Linked DNA regions of Anas platyrhynchos: region 2 is linked to region 1. Evidence: chromatin contacts called from public Hi-C data. All regions are on one chromosome and are shown on one strand. Each heading gives the region's core, a stretch centred on a gene start, on an enhancer-like site or on the middle of the called end of the contact. The rest is flanking DNA. Distances are from core to core; before and after follow the strand shown. Region 1 overlaps SYN2 (synapsin II). Region 2 overlaps SYN2 (synapsin II).

The links. Hi-C and Micro-C count contacts between places; a contact is called where the count stands out from the background.
Region 2: a contact with region 1 is called in a Hi-C map of liver, with 2.2 times the contacts expected there. The contact joins two enhancer-like sites. A contact is called at or near these places in 3 of 8 Hi-C or Micro-C datasets (F1 follicle, liver and subcutaneous adipose tissue).

The regions. Positions count from the first base shown.
Region 1 is chr13:17,666,914-17,671,320 of IASCAAS_PekinDuck_T2T, reverse strand. The region is part of intron 1 of SYN2 (synapsin II); the gene reads right to left. Among named protein-coding and RNA genes, the nearest start is that of SYN2, 60 kb to the right of the region's middle. Within about 2 kb of position 1,885, at least 5 of the 8 cell types and tissues checked have an H3K27ac peak or open chromatin away from gene starts, as enhancers often do.
Region 2 is chr13:17,775,117-17,779,523 of IASCAAS_PekinDuck_T2T, reverse strand. The region is part of intron 9 of SYN2 (synapsin II); the gene reads right to left. Among named protein-coding and RNA genes, the nearest start is that of TIMP4, 47 kb to the right of the region's middle. Within about 2 kb of position 2,438, at least 1 of the 8 cell types and tissues checked has an H3K27ac peak or open chromatin away from gene starts, as enhancers often do.

The DNA.
Region 1 (4,407 bases), core at 636-3,135:
AGGCTGGGAGATGAGTGGTTGGAGAGCTGCCAGGCAGAGAAGGACCTGGGAGTGATGGTGGACAGTCAGCTGAATATGAGCCAGCAGTGTGCTCAGGTGGCCAAGAAGGCCAACAGCATCCTGGCTTGTATCAGAAGCAGTGTGACCAGCAGGGCTAGGGAGGTGATCGTCCCCCTGTACTCGGCTCTGGTGAGGCCGCACCTCGAGTACTGTGCTCAGTTTTGGGCCCCTCGCTACAAGAAGGACATCGAGGTGCTTGAGCGGGTCCAAAGAAGGGAGACGAAGCTGGTGAGGGGCCTGGAGAACAAGTCCTACGAGGAGCGGCTGAAGGAGCTGGGCTTGTTCAGCCTGGAGAAGAGGAGGCTCAGGGGCGACCTTATTGCTCTCTACAGATACCTTAAAGGAGGCTGTAGAGAGGTGGGGGTTGGTCTGTTCTCCCACGTGCCTGGTGACAGGACGAGGGGGAACGGGCTGAAGTTACGCCAGGGGAGTTTTAGGTTAGATGTTAGGAAGAACTTCTTTACTGAAAGGGTTGTGAGGCATTGGAACGGGCTGCCCAGGGAAGTGGTGGAGTCACCATCCCTGGAAGTCTTCAAAAGACGTTTAGATGTAGAGCTTAGGGATATGGTTTAGTGGGGACTGTTAGTGTTAGGTTAGAGGTTGGACTCGATGATCTTGAGGTCTCTTCCAACCTAGAAATTCTGTGATTCTGTGAAACACACATTTTATATACCCACAAGCTATGGAGGAAGGTCCAGCATGTTTCCATGAAAAAACAATTACTTCAGGATACTGAAGCTATAGTAGCCATCAGAAACACATTATACTGAAAATTCTCAGGACAATAAGGGTTACCACGAAAATAGAAAATTTTGCCAGTATCAGTTTCCGTTTGTTTTTTTTTTGTTTGTTTCTAAATCACATTTTATGCCTGATTCTGCAGGGAAATACACAGAATGATGCAGCAGGTTACCAGAACTCTTACCATTGGCTCTATTGCTCTACGTGCAGCATCTGGGATGGAAAAATGAGGCAAAGTCCCTGCTGGTTGGAGATGGTAATGCAATGCTGTGTAATGCAGAATATATACTATTGTGACGGAGCCAATGACTAGGTGGCTGATATTTTTTATTTATTTGCCAGTTTCATGTACCTTCCTATATTCTTTGGTCATAGTTTTAAACACACTAGGACTTTTTTTTCCTAACGAATGACCACTAGAAAAAGTTCCAAACTGGATGCTATAACATTAGTAAGACCTGAAAGAATAACACTTTTTAATTAACTCCTACATAATATTCACAAACGAGTTGTTCTGAAAATACAGCAAGGAATACATTTTAGCAATATTCCAACCCTTTCATTAAAAGGAACTGTCTCTTCTGCTCAGAATTAAGCTTTCCAAGTATGCTATAAAACTAAACTAATTTTAATGGTGTACTTACAAGTATAATCACACGTAATTTTGCCTGTACTTAAAATATCAACATCTGTTTTACTGATATTAAAATCATCAAGGAAGTCAAATAATTAAGAGCCTGTGTTCCTCAGGACTCTCAGCTTCCCAGTATAGATTAGAGAATAATAGAATTTTGTCTGCTGAGAAACGCAGAGAAAGCACTGCCGAAGTTAGTGAATGAATCTGTTCTCTACAATAAATTAGCACCACAGCTAGTACACTAGCCTGAAAACATCATCCACCCCTTCCCTAAATGAAAGCAACCTTGGAAGTATGGGCTTTAACAATTCCTGTCCAGGAACAGTCTGAAAAACTAAAAGTCTAGTGCAATCTGTAACACAAAACATACCACAAGCCTCAAGGATGTTGTGACAACGGGGCAGCTATTAAAGATGAGAAGCATAACCAAAATATATGATAATAAGTTTCATGAAAGTATTCTCTGACATGTTGGGGGTTTTGTAAGCAGCTGTGTGAACCCAGTTGCTTACAGTGTATCTAATTAGAAGCCAAATTGATTAATAAATAAAAAATATTCCTGAGTGATATATTAATTTTGGTCATATTGCACATTGCTTTAATACTAAATCCCACGACTGTTCACACCCTCCTCATTTATTTGCAAAACAAAACTGATCTGAATTTTCAGTGCTTAATGAAGACTGGAATCAGGCAAGTCCTACACTGCTGCAATGTGTGCTGTACAGCTGCACAGGCTACTCTGAGCACGGTCTGTACTGCACCCAGGCTGTATTCAGCTCTGAAAGTGGAGCCACACACAATAGCATGCTGTACCTCAAATTTCAGATTTTGAAATTCAGCAGTGTGCCAACCTCTTGAGCAGAAATTTGATGAGGCTCTGTTGCAAGCCCCCCTGCAGTCCAGAGCCTAGCTGACTGGCAGTACATTACAGCTGCGAGGAGCAGAAGCATCTGCTGAACACAAAACTGTATTCCAACTTCTCTTCCCCTTCACAGCTGAATACTGTTCATCTCTTTTTTTCTTTTTTTCTTTCCTTTTTTTTTTTTTCTTCACAACTAAATGCTGTTAATTATCATGTAATTGTGAGGGTCACTGCCATTTTTTGGCAGACTTGAAATAACTAGGACACAAATAAGCATTCTCTTTTGACATATATTAAAACATAGCATTATTGTAATAATTTCACAACTGAACAATTCACATCTATGGGATTAATTCCTCCAGGGTCTATAGGGGTGAGAACAGGACCTGCTCTCTTTTGCACACAATAGCAAAGGTTGTTCCAAGTTCTCGGAGATTTGAAGAGATCTTCCCTCTAGGAGCCGTACTGTGGAAAGAGCGCTCTAAATGTAGTTGGCAACATAGAGCACATTAGTCAAGGATGCCCAAGAGATGAACTGAATCCAGCCCTACATCATTTTGTGGGCTACACCCACCCACTTCAGTCCCTAATGGGAAGTGGCTCACTTATGCTACTAGTCACCTCTCCACTAATGGATCCTTGGGCAACCACAAGTCTGCAGTCCATGGCACTGATTCATTTGGATGGGGAGTCGTTAGAGAAAAAGACGGGAGTACTTTTCCCATGAAGATACTGCCATTTGGCAAAGAGCTAAATAGCAGGCATGTGCAAGTCCTTGTTACGTAATATCCAAAATCTGCAACTAGTTACTGGTAAATATTTTTGCTAGTGAATTTATGACTCTGGGCAGGGATGATCATCCCGGTGAGTAAACAAAACATGAACAAATAACACTACTCAGAGTATGAATGTTTTCTTGGTTATTCTACAATAAGGTCTGTTGGGACAAAAAATCAGGATGTGTTGAAAACCTTTCAGACTCTGCGACCCACTATATTCATACTGAAAGTTAAGTTAGCTAAAGAAAGAAATGCTGCTACACTCATTCTAGTTTGCTACCATATCAACACAAATTAGTCTGTAGTTATATCACTGATTGCTTTGAGACAGTTCTCATATTAAACTCACACATAATGGCAGACCGCCACTCTTTTTCCTAAAATCCTTCTTTTTTCTAGTTATGAAATAGGAAAACAAAACAAACAAAAAGGAACAAAATGAGCAAGCAATCACTAAATTCCTAATGGCTCAGTGAAAACAAAGTCACCAGGATTTGCAGATATGGCAATTAGCACTTTAGAAGAAAAAAAAAAAAAAGTGACTACTTTTAAGGTCAGCATTTTCTATCTTTTTTCCCTGTATATGCCACTTCAGAAGCCCATTTGTATCTTCAACAGCTGTTTTCTGTAACAATCAGCAACAAACCTGATGAGCATTATGCTCAGAAATTCCATTTTAATCTCCTGTTGCCTGAGTTTCTCCCTTCTGACACACTGCTCACTACGTTCCATTGCCCAGCAGTAAATTCAAAAGAAATTCATTCAGACTGTTGAGTTATGAACAGAATACTGTATGTTATTTTTGGTAAAGACTTATTAGTGGATTATTTTTTTTTTAATATACACTGGCATAATATGCACTAATGGTATGCAGTGAATAAGGACAGATGCTTTCATCAAGATTTAAGAGCAACCAAAAACATTATTTAAAACTTTTCATAAAGGCTGTAATGATTATGGATGTTTCTTCCAAATGCCTTGCAAAATCTGTCCACTCAAGAAGAATTACTTCAGTCAGAAATTCTGCACTTTACATTATTTTGTATCTTCGGTAATTTCATTAAATGTAATGGTATGCCCAATTTCACTACTTTGCTGGAAAAGGAAAGCATAACAAACCAAAACGAATTTCTACAATGCCTATGTTTGTATAGTAACGAATTTCTGTAAATGAACCTGAGCTTCTGCACAAACTGCTATCTATACAGAACAAATCCAGAGCAGGTTTCCACCTACATGTTGGTTAAACACTGCCATCTGCTGGGTAGACTTCTCTGTGAACTGATGAAGCTCCAGAAAAACCCAACTTCAGGGGAAAAAGTACA
Region 2 (4,407 bases), core at 1,189-3,688, 110 kb before region 1:
TTTAGTACAAACATGTTTTCCTGCACTGCAGTTCTGATCTACAAACTTGCTTACTGCTTAATTCAAACCTTACAGGAATCAAGGATTAGAATGCAGAATATGTCATGGAAGATAGCCCTGGACAGATTATTATTTGGATGCTCAGGGCTTAGTAGTTACTAGTACAGTATGGTACAGTAATTCATAGTACAGAAACTAAACTACAGTTTTCAGTATGATTTAGGACTACCTAAGTGAGGTGTGGTAACTGCTGGGGCAAGGAGCCGTTTTGGTTTTCATTTTATGGAGTACAGCTTTCACATCACATCCAAATTCCCCCAAAAAAAGACAGGATTGCTGTTGTTGATAGTAACATTATCTAGAGCTGCTTATAGAATCTCTCCTCTTCAAAGAGGATTTACTGTTTACATAGCTATTACAAAAAATACAGCTTTATTTGTGGAAGCCTCTAAGCCACATGAATACTACAAATACGCTGTAGTGATTTCTCAGCTCTGCGTATAACAATGCTTTGGTTGTATAGTGGTGTTTAGAATATTGGCTAAATTAATTATAGCCAAAGCAGAAACCCAGCTACTTATCTAGAAGATAAGTGTCTGTAGGTGTCTCTGTAGCACTTCCTTCCTTTCAACATTCACCTGAAATAGTGTCCTTAGAATTTTTGGGAGTAGAACTGCAGAAAAAGACTGTTTTTCCAAGTGTGATGTATTAAAGTTTGATCAGTGGTACTACTTCTTTTTCTGTCTTTTATATTTATATAAATGCAGATTGGATTCATATATATTTGAATTTCGAATAATCTGAAAAATGCTGAAATGGGTGGGAGCAAAAGCAGCAACTTGTCAGGGAAATAGCCCTTGGGCATGAGAGATGCTAAACTGAGTCCCAGCAAAAATTGATGTTGATTTGGCTGAGTTTGAAGATTTTGTGAATTATAGTTGGAGCATATATAGTTGTTTTTGGGTTTCATTTGGTTTTCTTTATAATGTAATACTAGAAGCTTTTCTAAGATATTTCAATATTTGAAGGGAAAGCCATATTGTTCAGGTCAGGAAATAGAGGGGTCAATTGAGAATTGCCAAAATGGAGGCTGAGTTTGATCTTATATAGGAAACAAGAATAAAAGTAAAACAAAGCAGGAGTACTAAGAAGAAGCATAACTGCAAAGCAGAGAGGTAATTTAGATCCTTTAAGCAGGCTGTCAACAGTAAATGAATGCTTGAAAAGTGACAGAGATCTAGACACTCTGTCCTCACAAGAGAGGAACATTACGCCTGTTCAAGGGGATGAATGTAAACTTACCAGATGAAGGAAGAGTCCATACCCACAAAATTTGGAAAATTGTGTCTTGCTTAGTTTAGCAAAATAGAGGCTCGAAGGCAGTATGGTTGCTTTTTGCGAATATGTTGTAGTGGTAAAGAAGTGGAAACAAGCTCAACTAAAGCATTATGTGAACCAATAAAAATGGGCAGGAAATAAGCACATAGTGTGTTACTTAGCAAAGCAAGGAGATGTTGAAGTGACATTATGATGTGGAGAATCCAAAAATAAGAAACTCCTTAGTGCCTAACCGTTCACTGTTTCATACCTTCAGTGTGCAGTGAGCATGGCAGGGATTCTCACCAGTTGCTGGTACAGACCTCATCCTGTACAGGGCGAATCTGGCATAGGTGACTTATAAATGCTTCCTTGTGTTGCTAGTGGTGCTGAACAGGACTACAAAGTTTTTGCTATTTATTCCCTGTGGAATGAGATGGGCAGTGAAACAGGCCTACTTACAGTGATGATGGAGAGATGCCCTAAGGCTCACCTTAAAAAGAAGCCACTTTCACGTTGTCTAGTACAAAGTGGCCGGCTATAGGAGAGTTGGCTCCTGCTTTGTACATTTTTTTGGGGTATCAGTGTCCAGTGTTGCCCTTCTCCACTAAGGAACTCTATATGGAAAATATACTCAGCAAAACTGATGCCAGCCTAGAATTTCTTCATGTTGAAGCTGTGATAAAGAATTAAAAAGTTTAGACCAGCTTTTATTGTTGCTCAACCAGCTTTCCAAACTACCTATGCAAAACCTGTAAAATCTTCCTCTGAATGGAACGGGAAATGACTGCTAAGAGGAGAAAACAAGCTATACAGCTTAATTTTACTTGGGTTAATATTTACAATATGCAAAAAAAATATACAATATACAAAAAAAAAAAAAAAAAAAAAAAAAAAAGAGTTTCTGAAGAAGTAGCAACACTTGTAGAAGCTAAGTGGTCCCCTCCCAGAAACAGTCAGTATTTCTAATGGACAAGGATGCAATCTGATATTATTGCAACTCTTGCTTAATGAAGCCAGATTTCAACTTCTGTTTTTGAAAAGGGAACACTGAAAGTATGCAGTTGCACAGCAGCTTTCAGGCAGTTCTTCCCAGTAGAAAAATTGCTCCCCACAGACAAGGTAGGAATGTGGGCTATGTGATAGGAGAGAGCTCCCCCTGTGTGCTAAAGCAGCTGAGACTGAAATGTGTGTGTGCACGTTTGTACCAGAGAAAGAGATAGATGGCCAGGCAAATGAAAGAGGTACAACATATTTTGAAGACTGTCCAGTTACAGGAAAGTTAAACTTCCTTTCTCAGTGTACATAGACACCTCTGGATACATAGAGGGTAAAGTACTGCTCGGGGCTTGATAGTGTCAAAATGCTATGTTGTTTTTTGAAATGGTAAGGAAGGTTTTGACCCTGGAACCCAGAGATTTTGACCTTGTTTGATGCTATGCTGTATCTGCTCCTCCAGTCTTTAAACAAAACCAAAAACAGATTTTTTATTATTATTATTATTTTTTTTTTTTTTTTTTTTTTTGTGACAAGTGATCCTTTCATGAACAGGAAGAGGTTAAGATCTGCAGAACTTCATCTGGAGATCCAACAATCCATCATTGCTGGATCAATTTAGAACTAAAGTTTGTGCTTCAAAACAGAGTAGGAAAAAAGATGGAGCTATCTCAGGGCCAGTGTTATAAACCATGGTATATTTTAATATGATTGTATCTATGTTACAGAATAGTGGAACAGGAGGTGGTTTGGGAAAGAAGTAGTCACAGAGTTAAACACTTGAGCTCTACCACAACTAAAAGCAAAGTTCAGAATCTGAACAGAACATAAGACTTGTCTGTCAGCGGTTGCATGTGCTTCTTTCCTTGCTTCTCTTGGTACAGCACAAGTACAGAGCCACAAAGATGAAGCATCAGTAGTGGTTGGTCTGAACTCTGAAAACCTTCCTGAGTCTCTGCTAGGAGCAGGGAGACACTGGGGAATGATCTATGGGCAGCTGAGGACAAACTTGCTCTACTGGCAACTATCCAGATGGAGCACTGATCGGACACTAGATTAGTGACTGAAGTGGTGAGGGGAAAAGGAGGATGCTTATGTTTTCCTATGGACAAGTCAAGAATATTTGAAAATGAGCTGCTCTGTTTTGGATTTTGCCACGATTTCTCTTTGTGCTTATCCTTGTTTAAAAATCACAGTGCTTACTTAGCACATGGTCCTTATTCAAAATAAACTGTGGTGATGACTGCTGGGGAGATGGACAAAATCCTTGAAAGTTAAACACAGAGTAAAGCCAAATGGCTTTGCTTAACAGGTTATGATTTAAAGGTCAGAGAAATCAAATAAAAAAAGTCAAGTGGAGACAGAGAATGATAACAAAAAAGGCAAACACCCACCACAGTGGGGAAAAGAAAGGAGGCCAAGGAAAACCTCCTCCCCAAAAAAGGTATTTCTATCACGTTCAGGTTAGATAAAAAAAAAAAAAAAATCAGATAGTAAAAATAGATGAACAATATGGAAAAATAAAAAATCAAAAGGATTTTATATGATAGTAATTATAGCACTAAGACCAAACAATGAGAGACTAACTTAGACTCTCCGTACTGCCTGTTTCATGGTGACAGGATCAATGTTTTCCTTCTTATTTTGAAAAGACTACATTTTGCCCTATAATGGAATGAAGATATTTGTTTTTGAAGTCTCCAAAAAATACCTGTGGGACAAGAAAGCTATTCCTCACAGAAGTCTACTAAGAACATATACAATACTTAAGAATTAAATGTTTAAATTATCCTTCAGGGTAGACACCATCAAATTTCAGAGTTCTCAGAGAGAATGTCTGCTTCTGCCAACACAATTGGTAGATTGGTAGATGATCAGAAAATCATCTGGCTGAAGATGATCAAAAAGTTAATGAAAGCATTATTTTATTGCATAGTGAAGAGAAAAAGAGTGTTGTTTTTTTTGTTTGTTTGTTTTGTTTTTGTTTTTTTTAACAGTACTTTTATATTGGTTAAAATAAGCGTGAAAAAAGTATTATCTTGTAATACTTGTTATGTTTTTCTGTTTTAGCTATCATTTTGTTGTCTTCCATAA